2 separate regions of the Mus musculus genome follow, and region 2 is linked to region 1. Evidence: chromatin contacts called from public HiCAR-type data. All regions are on one chromosome and are shown on one strand. The core of a region is the stretch at or near the end of the contact, and the rest is flanking DNA. Distances in the headings are between cores, read along the strand shown.

Region 1 (3,706 bases), core at 586-3,085:
GTCTCAGCCCTCAGCACCCACGCTTGGGCTGGCTTCCTTTCCAGCTAATTCATGGAATCATCTTCGAGTGGGTCAGAAGAAACCACAATTCCTAGGCAGTGATATAGAAACCAAGTCCAGTCAGCCTGAGTCTCCTTGCGGCTCATGCTCAGTCCAACTCACAACAGCGGTCTCAAACAAAGGAGTACTTACCAGCCTATCTTAGTGCGCCTGCTCTTTCTATAGACCCAAGAGGCACAATGGCCACAAGGTTGCGCCCCTCTGCTGCCTCTGAGCAACTGCTAGGTAGGCCACAAGGCAGACCCAACCCTGACATCTGTACTCCTGGCCGAGGACTCAGGCCCTCTCGGTGAAGCCTCCCAACACTGGAGTGTTGAAAAGGCTGGGAGGAGCTGACACAGACTGGAGTTGCTCAAGCCCGGGGCTGCACAGAAGGATCCACTGGTTGCAAAATGCCACAATGAAGCATTGTGTCGGGGGCAGAAATCACAGCACCCACATCAGCCCCCTCAGCTGCCCACAGAGACCCAATCAGCAGACTCCAGTCACACACCCAAGTTTGTGTGTGTTGGCTAAAAGTAACCTGCCCAGCCCAACCACTTCCCACCTGGGTAGCCTTGAGCAAGGTAACAAGACTTCTCTCTGCCTCCATTTCCTGGAAAGGAGACAAGGACAGACACTTAGGATTGCCCTATGGGTTCCACGTCCATGAGATCCACACTTGGGAAAAGGTTGATTACTGAGAGAAGGTAGCTGTCATCAACCTATGCCACAAACATTCCCTGAGAACCTTCTAGGGCCAGCCCCTGGACTGTAAAACCAGGAGTGGAACATGGAGCGTTTGCTCAGCCCTCCCCTGCAGGGATCACCATCCACTGGGGAAAACACACTCAGAACTGCCAGAGAGATGAGGAGGAGGAAACTAGGCAGCAAAGGTGGAGGACGACAGACTCCCTGGGCTGCCTAAATGGGCTGCTTCGCCAAGGAGGAGACTGAAAGGAGCCACACAGAACTGAATGGACTCGACTCAGAGGTCAGGATGGGTCCAGGGCTCCCCGTGTACATTCTCATCCAAGTACCGAGGCTACAGGGCCATGAGGGGTCAGGCAGGACCCCAATGGCAAATGCTAACCATTTACCACCTCCTCAGCTCTGCTCCAATCTTCAGCACACAAGTAAGGGAGCCCCACACCATGGTAAGCAAAGCACAGAGGGAGCAAGTGACTGCCGACCGAGTTCCTCTGGGAACCCACATTGCAACCAGATTTTCCAGTTGCGGGCTGTGCAGACTCAAGCCCCCAAGAGGTCTCATCTCTGCACAGTGCCTGCCAGCCTCACCAACATCTGAGCGCCTAACATATCCTGAAAGGAAAGAAAGAAAAAAAAAAAATGGATTTCCTTCTTCTAACTCAGCTTCATTAATTACAATGCAAGTCCAACACATCAGAGAAGCAGCAGTCCCCCAAAAGTTTAGGGCAGAAAAACCTGGCTGGACAAGGAGTTCAAACGCCCCATTTCAATGATGAGAACATTAAGCCCCGGAAGAGAAAGCCGACTATCCAAGGTCAGGGAGCAAACCCGGAGGGAGCCAAAACAGAAAGCCGGCTCGGCGCGGCCCGGCCCGGCGTCTCCCACCGTACCTGGCCTCGGGCTTGGGCAGCAGGCTCCCCGATCTCTGCCCTCTGGCCTTGGGGTTCCTTTACCCCAGAAATCACCCGCCCTGCCCTGCAGATCCCACGCCTGACGCGTGGGGCGGGAAGAGGTCACCCGAGCCTGAGCGGAGGGACGCGCACGCAGGCCCCGCGGCCCCAACCCCCGAGCGCGGGAGCGCGGACGCGCGGGCACGCGCACGGCTCGCGCACACTCACCGCCGCGCTGCCGCCCGGGCCGCTCAGGGTCAGAGGTTCCATGCCCCTTGTACGCCGCGGCGTCCCGGCGCCGCCGCCCCCGCCGTCCCCGCGCGCCCTTTTTGGGGCGCGTCGCCCCAGCCGGTCTCCGCCGAGTCGCCCTACGGCAGGAGCGTCTCTCGGGCCGAGCCCGGAGCGTTTCATCAGCCACGCTCCCCCAGGGCGCCGGTAGGGGCCCTGCGCCCGCCACGTGCATGAGATCTGAGCTCGTCCCTGCAGTGAAGGAGCGGGGCGGGGAGGCCTGTCCCGAGTGACAAAGTCATGGGATCCGATGCATGAGGCACACTCGGGACCAGAAGTTTCTTCCAGGCTTGTTTTTAATGAAAAACGGTGTTCAGTATTGAAAGCGTCGGTGTAGTCTCCACTTTGTATCTGCGTTTTCTTTAAAAATCTTTAGTTGAGACAGTGCTGTGAAATTGTGTGAGATCTTTACGAAATAATGTGTGAGGTGTTCAAACACACACTTGCACACCCCGCTCCTTGAGATTTAAAAGGATCTGTGATGGCCTGCTTCTTTTTCCAGGTAAATCACTAGTCTTGGGTTCACCTTGGTGGGTTGTTCTGACAACAGCAGACCTGGCTAACTACATGTACTTTTCTTTGGAGTACGTGTTTATATCCTATTAGCCACCAAACATTGTCTTTCAACAAAGACGGTGGGCACTTGGTTGCTGCACCAACAGCCTGGTTTCTTTTTCAGGGGATCGATGAATGCACAGGTGGTTCCCACCCTTGCTTACAGGAAGGACTAGGGCAGTACATGCCACTGCCCTTGTCTCTACAAGTGGTCTTGTACACACAGAGAGACACAAACACATTTCTTCCTTTTAACAACTCTTGAGGACTTCCAGACCACAGGACTTACATGTGCCTGCAGGATGTTTCCAGGCAGCGAGAATGAATTGAAAACCCAAATTAGCATATCCCATGGAGGTGCCCACGGGGACAAGTGAGGATCAAGGTGGCAGGCTACTGAAAATGAACTTATCTGTGAGCAAATCAGCACTGAGTACCTGCTCTGTGCCAGCCTTGCCCTGGGCAGTAGAAAACAGTTCGTGGGAGCCTCCCATGTAGTTTGATCAACTTGCTAAACAGTAATGTAGAGGCCTGGGAACAAAAGACCCAAGGGTGCTGAGACTTCTAAATGCTGACCCGGCTATTGAAAAGGAAACAGCAACAAGCTGTGGCCTAGCCCCGCCCCACCCCCAACCCTGCCTGTGAAGCAACCCTCCTCAATGTCAGAGATGCCCTACTGCCTTCCCACCAGCCTGTCTTCACTCTCCACGGGCCAGCAGTTTTAGGTCGACACACCAGCCTCCTACAGGTACACAAACGGAACTTGGGAAGCGGCGGACAGAGCTGTACTGGTGCACTATGTAGCTGCCTGTGTGCTTGGACAGCTCTGCCCACTCATTCAGGAAAGTCAGGGACTCCTGCTGATGTGAGAGGCTGCAAGGGCGAAACGTTGAGTACTTAGTGTTCTGACTAGCAAGTGCACCCTTGCAGCAACACAAGTGTTTGCATACCTGAAATCCTGGGATAGGGGCGGGGGTGGGGGCCGGAATTCAAGGACATTACAACCAGGGAAACAGACTGCAGAGCTGACTTTAGTAGTGACTGCTTGATGGGAGTCTCGGGCATTTGTGAGGATTTCGATGTGCACTACCTGCAGCCTACACCGGATGAGTCACTGCCCTCTCTCCAAACCCCAAGCTCCATAAATAGAGCACCTCTCACTTCCTCCTGCCCTCCATTCTTTCACTTCCAGGTCCCAGTGTTTGCCTCAGGTCTTCCCTGTC
Region 2 (3,706 bases), core at 869-3,368, 2.0 Mb before region 1:
TCTGTTGTAGCTGCCCTACTGCCTGTGCCTACACTGAGACGCTGCCAAGATGGCTTCGAGGAGAGGATCATTTGTGTGTCTACCTTGTAAACCTACAAAGTAGGTCTTCTTTTTCAGGGGCTCTACCATGCTGTTTCTATTTCTGTTTCCCAATTGTGCATACACATGGCACAAAGCACAGATACACATTTTATGAAAACCCACTCCATAATGCCCTACAGTCTCCGGGATGGAGTTTTACCTAGCTAGTTCGATAGCTTTAGCATATTAAGCAGGGGGCAGGCTTGGATATTGCTAGGCATTCAAATAGCATATCCTCTTAGTTTAAGTCTGACGCTTAGGTTGAGAATTGCCACAGTTTGGATGGCTGTCCATGTTGGCATGGCAGATAAGTTACAAATGTGGCAAGTACTGTCACAATTAGGATTTCCATTGACAGTAGAAACTGAAAGAAGTCGGTAAATGTGAGTGTGTGCGCGTGCATGCGTGCGTGCATGTGTGTGTGTGTGTGTGTGTGTGTGTGTGTGTGTGTGTGAGTGTGTGTGTGTGTGTACTGGTTTCCATACTTCTTTTAAAGTATTTAATGTGGTCAGTCACAAATCACTTAAGATCACATCTACTTGGCTATCATTTTGCACTGCTAACATGCTTTCAAGTACAGCTATACAGTCTATCTGCTATATATAACCTGACAAGTCAAATGCCCTTGCCCCTCTCAGTGGTGGCCTTGAGAGTGGGCACCGCTGACCTTCACTGGAATTCTAACCTCTTACTCTTCTACCTCCATGATCAAAACAGAAGAGAAAACTAAGGACGGCGATGGTCAGACTTTGTTTGACTCTGCCCTTTCCAGTTCCAACAGTTTTTTTTTTTTTTTTTTTAAGGAGCCCCTTTGTCATGGGTAAGTGTCTCTGCTGTGATGCCCAGTGTTAAAGATTTCTCTTCAGACTAGGGACATTGTGATTTCTCTTTGGCTGGTTGATGCAGATCCACCTTTGTTACTGGTTTTCTGGTTGGTTGTTTCATTTTAGAGGCTCTTAGGGAAGATTCAAAAAGCTTGGATGCTGTCCTTTCCTTTTGTCCATGGAAAACACAAGCAGTGTTTCAGGATCCCTGAATCCTCTGGGTGTCTCTGCCAATCCCTTTCTGCTCTTCTAACACAGGCCATTAGCATTGCTGCAGGCAAAGGTAAAGCCTGGCCTACTGTTCTTCCCACTTTCTGACAACAGGTACCAAATTCTCTAAGTAGCACTCCAAGAGATCCTTCACAGAATGTTGGGGTAGAAGTCATAGGACTTGTATGTCTGTCCTAAGATGCTAGAGACTCCAAACATGGTAATAGTTAATAGTTCTCTCAATGAAAATCTTCCTTTATGCTTTCTGGGATTTTCAGAGTTATAAACCTAATTAGAATTCATTTTTAAGTTCTGTGTCTATGGGCTTGATGTTGGGATCTCCCTTCGGTTACGTCTTGCTGTATCAATAGAAATTTCAATGTTAACATCCGGTTACAACAGCAACAATATAATTATAGCAAGCGCAGCAGCAGCAGCAAACAAGAGCAGCTCATATTGACTGAGGGAGTAGCCTGTGCCAGGTACCTCATTTAATCCTCACATGGACTTTTAGTTTATACTGTCACATATCAAGGACACGCTGAGGACCATGGGCTGAGTTAGGCTGAAACGTTCACAATGAACCATGAAGCAGACTAGACTCCAATGGCCACATTTCAGATGAGTATTTTTCCTTTGTTTCAGATTTCTGTGTGGTGTGGGCCTTGGATTAAACTGCTTCTCTCCAACAGGACACAATAACGCCTCCTAAGAGATGATTCCATTTCAGCAATTCCTGGGAGGCCACTGCTGTAAGCAAGGCCACTGTTGTAAGAAAGGCCACTCTTTATGATGTAAAAGTCTCACCCTTTTTCCTCCTCTTTTCATGTTTCTAATTTGAGCCCCCGTCATCCCCACGGAGCCTTTAAATGCCTCAAGTAAGAGCCCATTGCCAAAGCAAAGCTTGTCTGACTAGGAAGTCCTGCACCATTGCCTAGTCCTGAACAAACACCCGCGCAGCCCTGGCTCTCCCAGAAGTCCTCAGTCTGATGCCTTTGTTTTGTTTTCTGGATAAGGGCAAATGGTGCCATCACCTCCTGCCGAAAAGCTCTGGCTGCTCTCCCAACAAGGAGTTGTCATTTCAACTAAAGCTTTTTTTTTTTTTTTTTTTTTTTTTCTTTTGGTGGCAACAAAATAATACCCAGCAGGAATTTGGGAGGAGAAAAAAGAGAGTTCATTTGGCAGGTTCTCAAATGAATGGGTTGTAGTGTCATTGGAACTGAACCGGGCTTGAAACCAGACATGATCCTATTTTGGAAGCATTATTCAGAGGGATGGGAAATGTGAACAGAGGATAAGTCTCTTCAAAAATGCTCTTTATCTTTTTCCCGTTAAAGATAGACAGCCTGTTTTTCCTCAGCTCTCCTATCCTTGCCATGCAGAGGCCCACATGCAAAGCTAGAGGAGGTCAGAACACATAGAAAGTTAATCATGCTTTACCTGCTCACTTTCCTTAGAAAAGGGGAATCGTTCTTTGGGAAGAGATCATATCTCTACTGAATTCTTAATTACTTCTCATGCTTCTGACTCCAAGTCCTCACTCTTGCATTCATTGCTGCTCTGAAAATCTAGCCAGTGGCTTGGGCATACAGGCATACTAGGTATGCAACAAACATTTATTGAAAATACTTTTGAAGCCAGGCCTAATGGTAAAGAACCTTAATCCCAAGTATTTAAAGGTCTAAAATGGCAGGATTGGAATATTCAGGCCTTTCTGGATTACAAAGTAAGTTCGAGGCAAACTTGTGTAACTTGTGAGACTCAAGCTCAAAACACAAATTAAAAGGAAAAAGAAAAGCCCAGTGGCGGTGGTGGTGGTGGCATATATGGTGGTGGCAGTTGTGCACGCCTTTAATCCTACCACTTAGGGGGCAGAGGAAGTTAGCTCTCTGAGTGCAAGATGGGCCTGGTCTACGGAGTGAATTCCAGGACAACCAGGGTTATACAGAGAAACCCTGTCTCAAAAACAAACAAACAAACAAACAAACAAACATATAATCAATCAAACAAAGAGTGCTTGGGGTATATAGTTCAGTGGCAGAGTACTTGCTTACCATGAGGAAGGACCTTTAGATTAATCCCTAGACCTGGAGGCAGAGGGTAGGAGGGAGTGTGCTTAAAATCTTATCATGGATCATGAACTATGTGAGGTGGATCTGGAACATCAGCAAAAATTGATCCTGTATTTTCATTCCTGGACTTTACATTTTTGAGACAGAGGTTACAGAAGTCAGGGTGCAATACGAATCTGTAAAAAGAAACCTTAATATACATTAAAGGTATAGGAAGTTTGGGGAGATTTTTCTGAGGAATTAACATTTGAACTAAGATGTGGGTCATGAATAGAAGTCACCCGGGAGGAGATGGAAGGGAAGCATTTTGTAGGGAGACTAAGTGTGTGCCTGAACTGAGAGAAAGACATAGGGTGTATGCAAGGAACTTAAAGGTCATGGCAGCAGATAAGAGGAAAATGAGTTGGGGCACTGTAAGATTAGTCTAGAGAGGCAGCGGCTTGTCTAGACCTCATATTATATACATGGCTGAATAGTTTTGATTTCTATCTTAAGAGTAGGGAATTATCACGGAGGAGC

The links. HiCAR-type assays count read pairs that join an accessible place to other places.
Region 2: a HiCAR-type map of astrocytes shows a contact between it and region 1, with 6 times the contacts expected there. The contact joins the enhancer-like site here to the promoter of Tmem268 in region 1. A contact is called at or near these places in 8 of 39 promoter capture datasets (the 3T3-L1 cell line, 3T3-L1-derived adipocytes, cranial neural crest and 4 more) and 4 of 115 datasets of contacts at active chromatin or transcription factors (astrocytes, embryonic forebrain, large pre-B cells and 1 more).

The regions. Positions count from the first base shown.
Region 1 is chr4:63,556,892-63,560,597 of GRCm38.p6, reverse strand. Tmem268 (transmembrane protein 268) reads right to left here and starts at 1,835. Exons shown (of 10, transcript NM_001356354.1): 1 at 1,641-1,835.
Region 2 is chr4:65,585,538-65,589,243 of GRCm38.p6, reverse strand. The region is part of intron 16 of Astn2 (astrotactin 2); the gene reads left to right. Among named protein-coding and RNA genes, the nearest start is that of Trim32, 18 kb to the left of the region's middle. Within about 2 kb of position 2,118, at least 14 of the 459 cell types and tissues checked have an H3K27ac peak or open chromatin away from gene starts, as enhancers often do. A contact at or near this core is called in astrocytes, where this site is marked.